Regions from separate parts of the Gossypium arboreum genome. Here region 1 is linked to region 2. A link is a contact called in public Hi-C data. All regions are on one chromosome and are shown on one strand. Each heading gives the region's core, a stretch centred on a gene start, on an enhancer-like site or on the middle of the called end of the contact. The rest is flanking DNA. Distances are from core to core; before and after follow the strand shown.

Region 1 (4,561 bases), core at 527-3,026, 720 kb before region 2:
CCTTTCTTTTCTTCCTCTTCTAAAGAAGACGTAAACAAAATTACAGTCCATTATTTCGGAGACGGAAAATGATGGCCATGATATTTCCAAGAGCTATTTTATCAACTTGAACATGATCTGTGTGTCGTTTCTGCTGTCATATTCTTTTGAAGCTGACATGATTTTTCTGATATTTGGTCGAAAATTTATTAATTTTTAAATTAAATTATATAAAAGGGCCTAATAATTTTTCTAATTATAAAATAAAAATTTGTAAATTAGTTTACCAAAATTATTTGTACTAGAAATGCATGTACCCTCACGACCTTACCTCATGGGATAAGGAAAAGTTTGTGATGTTGCAGGCCTCCGTATTCACCGATAAAAGACGACGTACATCTAGTATCCTGTCTGTCGATATCCCCTGCCCATTTTTATTTACAAATTATAAAATTTACCCCATTTGTAAAAAGAAAATTAAATAATAATGATAATTCTAAAAAATTGTAGCGTATTGTTATATCCTGCACATATTTATATATTCAACATATTAGCAACCAACTCCATTTCAAAGGTCGAAAAGATAAATATTATCTATTCTTAGAATATACTAAGTCGCAATTAAATTTAAAATTAAAACGAATTCTATTTTTTTAAATAGAAGATAAATTCTTCCAAATTCCAAACTTCATTTAAAGAAGCTCAACTCAAAATAAAAAATAAAAATTTAAAGCTTAACTGCTTTCCATTTCCATAATTGGTTGAGATATTTAATTTCTGAGAATTGGGACCCAAAGAATTATTAATAAAATGGTTGCTGACGAAAAGACGATTGTGTAACGAAATCCAGCTCCAAAAGCATGAAAAACGAAAAGAGGCCTCTTAAAATTTAAAAGAAAACGCGCACACATACACGCACATGGTGCCACGATGATAAACAAAATCGCTAAGGAAGGTGTACGATGAAAAACACAGGGACCAACCTTGAGAATAACATGAGTTTCATCGGGGAGGTGTACGGTGATGTCCATCACCACCGGCAGAACTGCAAACAAGATGAAAAAAGGCCGGCGCCGGCCAGGGCGGGGCGGGGCGCCGCGGTTAAATTTGAGTAATTTATCAAATACGATTGAGAAATACTAATAGAGTAATACCCTTCTCTTCCTTCTTCTTCTTCTCTCCTTTGGCCTTTCCTCGGCTGTTCCTTGGAGCCATTTTCAACCTCGGGGTAGATGGGGATGGGAACTGGGAATTTCTAACTTTAAGCTCTTTTAGATAAGATATTTATAGCTGCACGCCTGTACCAAGAAAATGAATCCTGTTACGTATCGTCATCTTCATAAACAAAAAATTAATCAAACGATAAAACATATTTGTAAAAAGCAGGTTTTGGAGTATAACCCAATTCTTTTTAATTCCAATATAACATATAAATGGCAGAAACCAATCGAAACTAGCTTTCTATGCAGAATTTTTTCCCGACGTATATGAACTTTGGAACTAGTTAAGATTTCAATGGTTACCAAGCAGCAGCAGCAGCAAAAAACAGATGATTTTTCCGAGACTTGAAGGTTGAAGAACAGAGATAGAATAGTTTTTTTAATAAAAAGCTGGAAAAAAGGAAGGTATTTCAGCTATGGGATAACGAAGAGGGCATAACCGTTGAAGCTCTCATCCGCGGTGGGGGCAATAGAAAGAGATGATATAAGAGAGGGTTTTGAGGTATGATAAGGAAGGAAGGGCGGAGATTTAACAGTCAGATGAGTATATCCCATTTTATGGCAGTTTCTGGGCTTATACACTAATAATCACTTTCTGGGAATTTTTTTAAAAAAATTAATTATTATTAGTAGCAGTATATTTTGAAATAGAATTTTTTAATGAAATAATAAAAAATAATAAAATAAATACTGAAATACGATAAACACCTTATTAATTATCAAACTAGGCCAAATAAACAGTATATATCATCCCACCAATTGCTCCAGCAACCCTCATCTTCCCTATCATCTGCTTACAATGAATCAAAAAATTTTTTTACGGGGTTTGGTAAAATTTTAATTTGTTATAGTTTATATCTTTATAATTTATAAAGAATTAAATTGAATATTTATAATTTTAAAGGGCCAAAGTGTAATTTTATATTTATTAATTTAAAATTTTTAAAAAAATTTAAGAGTAAAAATTAATTTTACATTTTAGGGAGGCGAGGCTCATACCAGCTCTTGGCTTCGCCCCTGATTGCTTGAATCATTAAAATTTTAAAAAATATTTAATTTTTTTATACCTAGAAAAATATAATTTAAAACGGTGTATTTTTTTTTGCCTGAAATACTGGTGCCGCGAATTGCTGAGGTGGCACCTAAAAAAAGTATATATTCTTTTAAATTTTAATGATTCAAGCAATCATTGACGGTAGGAAAGTTGGGTGCCACTAATTGCATCGATGATATAATGCTCATTTTGCATAGTCTGGTAAATAATAGGATGTTTATCCTATTTTAATATTTATTTTAAAATTTTATATTATTTAAGTGAAAAACCCTTTAAAATATAAAAAATAAATTTACATATAGTCATCTACATATTAAGTTATTATATATGATGAGGCTAACTAGTTAAAAATATAATAATTATATTTATTTTTAATAAATTTTAAAATCTATATTGTTCCTTTTGTTGTGATTATGTTAGTGTTTTTATTTCTTTTATATTTTTATAGATTAATAAAATTTATACATGATGAGATTTGAGCTAAATACATTATTCATATCGTTTTTTCATTTGTCATTTGAACTAAATCAATTTTTAATTTTTATTTAAAATTTTAATAAGTTATGTCTATGTTTTAAATTTTTATATATTTATACATATGAATAATGTTGTTGGTTAAATTGTTGTCGTAAGTCAACTTGACACTAATGCAAAATTGTTGACAATATCATTATAAATAATTGTAATACATTTAGTATTTTTAATATGATATATTTACATGTTTAATTTTCATTTTATTCATAATTTAATATAATTTTTATTTTAAGATTGTATACATTTTATGTGTTATTTTTATTAATCAATCTCAAATAATATATTTCATTATTTATTGTATTTATCTTTAAAAATAAATTTATATTTTAAATCGTTATTTTCATGCACATATACATATGATAAGTCTTATAATTATTTATAAATTAATAGGGTTGTATTTCAACACAGTTCATTAATAATATCCATTAAATGCAAACTTTAATTTTTATTTTATTGAAAATGCAAGCCTTAATTTTAGAACTCCTAATGTTTAAATAAAGACAAATTCTCTCAACATTATATTTTTATATCTAAAATATTTGACTCAAAATTTTATTTATATATTATCATAAGTTTTTTTTTCTTTTGAAAGACGCTGGGTTTTTATTAAACTAGGACAAAAAATAAAAAATTCAAAATAATATAAATAAAAATTATGTATCAAAATGGTACATTTTGTATTAAAATGAAAATTTTATTTAAAATGGTACATTTTTAAAGTAAATATATTTTATATGTCTATGACAGCATCACTCCAAATGTATCATTTTGGTACATAATTTTTATTTGTATTATTTTAAAAAATTTTTGTCCTAATGTAGTAAAAAACCTGATAGACGCTACTTGATTCAATAAGTTGTTATAATTGTAATATGTTTGTTTTCTTTGGGAAAATAATAAAAACTGAAAAGTACTGTAATATTAGGCCATAGCTGCCCACCTCATTGACAGTTTGCATTGCAGGGCACAGAGAGCAAGAGGATCCGTGCTGCGTTCGGGTCCACAGCCACCTCTACCAATATATTTACTATGAGTAGAAAGAAAATATTCCACATAAGGAAGAAAACTTTTAAATTTTTGAAAAAAATTATATTTTACAGATTTTAAAATAAAATGTTTTAGAGAGAATTTAGAGTAAATATTTGAAAATGATATTATTGAGATAAAATTAATAAAAAATATTTTTATATCATTAAATAAACATAAGATCATATAAAAATATTTATTTTGAATTGATTTTTTCATATTCAAATCGAAATCATTTTCCTTATTTTTTATAAATTCCTTACCGACCAATTACTTTATCACACTTCTTGCATTTGACGATATAGAGTTAAAAGGAAGTAAATACAAAAATGGGGGATTATTGTACCATGTAACAGAGATAGTGCTACATACTTGGAATATTTTAATACTGAAATGGGGAATTATTTTAACATTAAAAAATTATACAACCCATAGAAAGGGCGGAAGATTAGTTCATGGCTATTAAATAAGTTTAATTTCCACGTCACTGCTATCACGATTATGAAAAAAGTGCATAGCTTTTATCGTATTTATTTTTAAAAAACCGTTTGTTCTTTTTAATCTTGTATTATCAAGAAAAAAGCATAATTTTATTCACTAATCCTACATTAGTTTTGATTACACTATCAAATACTATAACTTTGAATTGAACCAAAGATGGATTATCAATTCATTTAAAATAGATGGACGGTGAAAACAATTTTCATTATATTATTATTCATCTCCCCATTCTAAATTTTTTATTTTT
Region 2 (4,817 bases), core at 585-3,084:
AGCTGCCAAATAGATACTGCGGTTTAACCGTTGAAATTGCAGTAACACTGCCAAAAAACACTTCCTCCGTCATACCAAAACTTACCTCAATGCACATGCATAATCATAATAACATACGTAAATATCACATGAATGGTATGACATGCATACCTAAACATATTTTTACAGATCATTACATGTCATATTGCTTATACTAAGAGTTATTCTATATACAGATGTCATACGTGTTTTTTTTTTTTTTACATGTAATTATACTTTCAAAGTTATCAGAACTCAGATCGTACATACATATTTCACATACCTTAACCATATTACATACTGACACATATTAACAAATGTCACATTTCGAGTCTTATTTTAGCCAAACAGACCCCACAAAAGGTTTAATTATGAATTTCTAAGTCAAATGGGCCTAAGTGAAATTTTTCAAAAAATAGGCCCACACGACCTAGATGGTCAGTCCGTGTAGCCCACACAGTGTAACACACCCCCATGTGGCCCACACGGCCCAAATAGCCCAGACTATGTGGTCTCCATGATCTGGCACAAGGTCATGTATCTCACACAGTCTGCCACATGGCCTGGCACACGGCCGTGTGATATCGACAGCATGTATTTCGACTTTTGATTGTTCGCTACTTTTTTCAGACTTTTCATTACACACCTAGTCATTTCTTGATGCGAACGCAATCGTGAAAATTCCAATACCTAAATCTCCATTTCAAAAAGAATTAATAAGCAAGTCTCGCACTAAATCCGTCCACTAACTCAAATACAATCAATCCATGAACTAACGAAACTAACCCTTAATTAACACTTTCATCACTTACCTTTTGCAAAACAGTAGCCAATAGAAGTTTAATTCACTAGAGGATCCAAAATTCACGATCCCCACCTAACCAACATTACAAAATAACCTTTAACTTCAATGTCACAACGATATAAAACACACAAAGCAAACATATGAAGAATTACCCACGACGAACTTACAAATCTAATTCTGAAATACTTACCACGCACAGTCATCACAAATTAATTGGCAAATAGGTGACAAAATCGAGAATAACAGGAACAAGAAGGAAGATCAAAGAAAGAAGCCAAATGAAATAGGAAGGGCGACAGAAGAAGAAATTAACAGAGAAAAAAAACAAAAGGAAAAAAACATGAAATTGATACAAAATTTAGGAGAAAAATCCCTCAGTACTAGGTTTTTTACAACTACCCCACTAACTCATATCATTATCCACATCAGATTTTTCACAGAGTTTAAAACAAAATTAATTTTCCACTTTGCATACGCAAGAATTCAAACACAAGATCAAATGGTAAGTTAAAACCTTACCACTGAATTAAATTTAAGTCAAATATACAAAGATATAGATAGGAACAAAAATAACAAAAATTCCAAAAAGAATGATTTAAACACAAGACCTCAAGCACACAACTAAATACTTAATCACTAAACCAAATCAATTTACATAATAACATTTTTACAATCCTAACTCAAAATCAAAATGTAACCACTCTAAGTTTCACAAACTTAATTTTTTCTAACCCGATTTTTAAAATATGACAGATTATATCTATAAATTTATGCATGATATAGAATTACATGGAATTTAACAAATTTTTTAATTGCTACCGTTCAGACTCTATGACTGAAATCTGAAAATAAAAACACATATAAAAATAAAAAATAAGCAAAAGAAGAAATTGATGTTCATTGTTTGATATGAATTTAATCTTATATAACATTTGTTGTTGACATGCATATGTACAAGTGTTTGGCTTCGGCCATTTAATAACTTGTTTAAATAGATCCAAACCAAGCAAACATTAGATAGATAGTAAGGAAACTATTAGGGTAATTCAAAACAACAATCTGTAGTAATTATAGTATTGTTGCACTGAAACAAGTACCAACATCCTTCACATTCTTCTCCTTTTGCTTGCTCTGTCTTCTTTTCAATTTTCGAAGCAATTTAATTCTCACTTAATTGTACGTAAATAAGCCACCTTTTCATTTTCTTTTTTAATCCAGGACCAGGATAGAATCATTTTTTACATACAAGCCATGTCCGACGCTCTATTTCCATCGGCACTCAACAAGCCACCTGGATACAATGACCCTAACTCGCCCGCTGGGTTTAAACCGTTGCCGCGAAAGCCGGTTCTTCCGCCATCTTTCCGGCCCAAGAAAAAGAAGGGCCGTGTTTGTTGCTGCTGTTTTTGCATCTCTTTCTCGATCTTGATTGCCCTGATCATCATCTTCGCCGCCGTTTTCTACTTTTCGGTCAACCCCAAATTACCACGTTTCCACGTCCAGTCATTCCAAATCCCCCGCTTCAACGTCACAGAAACACCCGACGGTACCTACCTCGATGCCACGACGATGACGGTAATGGAAGTGAGGAATCCCAACGGGAAGATGACGTATTATTACGGCGATACGGCGGTCGACATCAGCGTCGGGGAAGGCGAGGACGAGACTGAGGTCGGGACGGCGAAGGTGCCCAAGTTCACGTCGAGGAAACAATACACGACTAGCTTGAAAGTGGAGACGAAGGCAAGCAACAAGCAGGTGGATAATACGTTGGCGAATAGGCTTCTGAGTGGGTACAAATCGAAGAGTTTGGCGGTGAACGTGGCGGCTCGGACGAAAGTTGGAGTGGGTGTGGCGGGGTTGAAGACTGGCATGTTGGGGATTACCGTTAAGTGTAAAGGAATCACCATGAAACAGCTCGACGGTGATGATATGCCTAACTGCCTCATCCACACCTTAAGATGGTAAACACGACGTTGAACTCTTCCATTCTCATTATTTTTAAGGTCAAATTATGGTCACCATCCCTCTACTAAGTTTAAATTGGATATTTAGTACCTATTTTAATTTTACATAATTGGTTGCTTTTCTTTTATAATAGGGATAATATAAAATTGGGCCCTTGAACTTATTCATTTCTACCTAGTTAGTTCCTAAAATTTTTGGATATACCCTCAATCAAGTTGGTATCTCTACACCAACCCTGTTAATTTGTGTTAAATGTGACATTGCTAGCCAATCTAATGGTGCCACATAGCATCCTCCCAAAATGTTATCTAACAAACATAAAATTAAAAAAATTTAAAAATATATAAATTGTTTATGTTTGTCGTGTGACGTTCTGAAAGACTACCACGTGGCATCGTTAGATTGATTAGCAGTACTACATCAACACAAATTATTGGTGTTAGTGTAGAGGTATCAACTTGGTTGATGAAATCTAAATTCAGGGACTAAGTAAGTGGAAATAAACAAGTTCAAAGACCAAAATATATATTAGTTTTTATAATATAATTAGTTAACTGATGATGTGAAGGAGGCTGTTTTTTGGGTTAAAAGAGATGTTTTTTAAAAAATGTATTAGTATTTTAGTCCATGATTAATTAATAATATTGTAAAAAGTATAAGATAAAATGATGTGAGATAAAATAGATAAATTAAATATAGTAAAAGGACCAAAACATTAAAATTTCCTTATTTTAATAGAATTGAAACGAAAATATAGTACTACTTGAGTTTACATTTCTTAAACAGCACAATTCTAAGTGTTGTTAATGGCATAATTCTTAGTATGTTAAAATATGCAGGGTAAAATTTGGAAAAAAAAAAAAAAGGATTGAAAACCTTAATTCGTTCCAGTTTAAATATCGACGAAAATAGCCTAATCAGCACATATCATATTAGTAAAATGTTTTTTTTTTTTTGAAAAATATTAAATAGTTTAATATTGTGTTTCAATAAATAGTATACATATTTGAGAAATATGATTATATTGTGTGCAGGATCAAAGTTCGTTGATATTGTATGAAAATAGGACGAGACGAGGTATTTGTTTGAATCATTGTATAAGTATCTGCTTAGCTTTGTTTTAATATAATTTGGAATCATCATCGTTATATTAGTCTCCATTTCTGCAACTTTTGCCCTTTTTTACTGAGATGCCCCTTCTTTATTTGTTCAATTTGGGGAGACAACATCCAAACCACCCCTCTTTGTTGCGAAGGAGACATTGAATAGTAGAGATTCATTCATGTGATATATAATTAATATTTGCTCATAAAATTCATTTAATTAAAAACAATTCATCCAAACATTAAAATATCACCCCTTTTGAAGATATTTTGCAAAAGCAATTTTTAACAAAACAAATCCTCAGTCTTTAAAAACTTCAATTTTCTTCTAAAATCGACGATTACATAAATCTCCATCCATCGTTGGATGAATGTCGGATCCAAATATATATATATCTCTGCTATGTTCTTTTTCCTTTTTAATTATCATATATTTGAAAGATGAAGATTAGTTTCCAATGCTTTACGAAATATTCCAACATTAACTCCTTTCTCAAGACATCCAAGTAAGACATGTTTTGTTCTTTCACACATCACATACAGTCTAAATCTCTTTTCAAGGCATTAAAAATTACATCTTATTGTTATTATTTAAAGGTTCTCAATACCCTTTTCCCTAAAACACATTATCTAATTTCTCCTTAATGTACATTAACCTTTTTGTTTTTTTCAGGGCTTTCTCAGCACTCTGATTTTTAAATAAAAAATTACATCAGTTCTGCCATGAGAGAGCTAACTTACAGTGTCCCAAACGTAGTTTCAATCCCCTAACAAACACCTACTATTTCATCCCTCTGCTAACTGTTAGCAGTAGTTTTGGGCTTGTAAATTATGCCAAAAGCTACACGGTTTTGTCCGATTTAAAAATGTCAAAAATAACTCGGGTGTAAACTGTGGCTACTTAGCTGGCAGCCACAGCATCG

The links. A called contact is a pair of places that touch in the nucleus more often than the background predicts.
Region 1: a contact with region 2 is called in a Hi-C map of leaf, with 3 times the contacts expected there. The contact joins the promoter of LOC108469563 here to the promoter of LOC108468706 in region 2. A contact is called at or near these places in 2 of 5 Hi-C or Micro-C datasets (both in leaf).

Annotation. Positions count from the first base shown.
Region 1 is chr8:27,083,708-27,088,268 of ASM2569848v2, reverse strand. It overlaps LOC108469563 (protein REDUCED CHLOROPLAST COVERAGE 1-like), which reads right to left and starts at 1,776. Exons shown (of 27, transcript XM_017770451.2): 1 at 1,503-1,776; 2 at 1,134-1,277; 3 at 963-1,024; 4 at 311-403. The coding sequence starts at 1,194.
Region 2 is chr8:26,360,626-26,365,442 of ASM2569848v2, reverse strand. LOC108468706 (NDR1/HIN1-like protein 6) reads left to right here and starts at 1,834. Exons shown (of 2, transcript XM_017769576.2): 1 at 1,834-2,787; 2 at 3,826-3,939. The coding sequence starts at 2,075. The coding sequence ends at 3,841. LOC108470224 (common plant regulatory factor 1) reads right to left here. Exons shown (of 13, transcript XM_053031961.1): 13 at 4,411-4,817. The coding sequence ends at 4,796.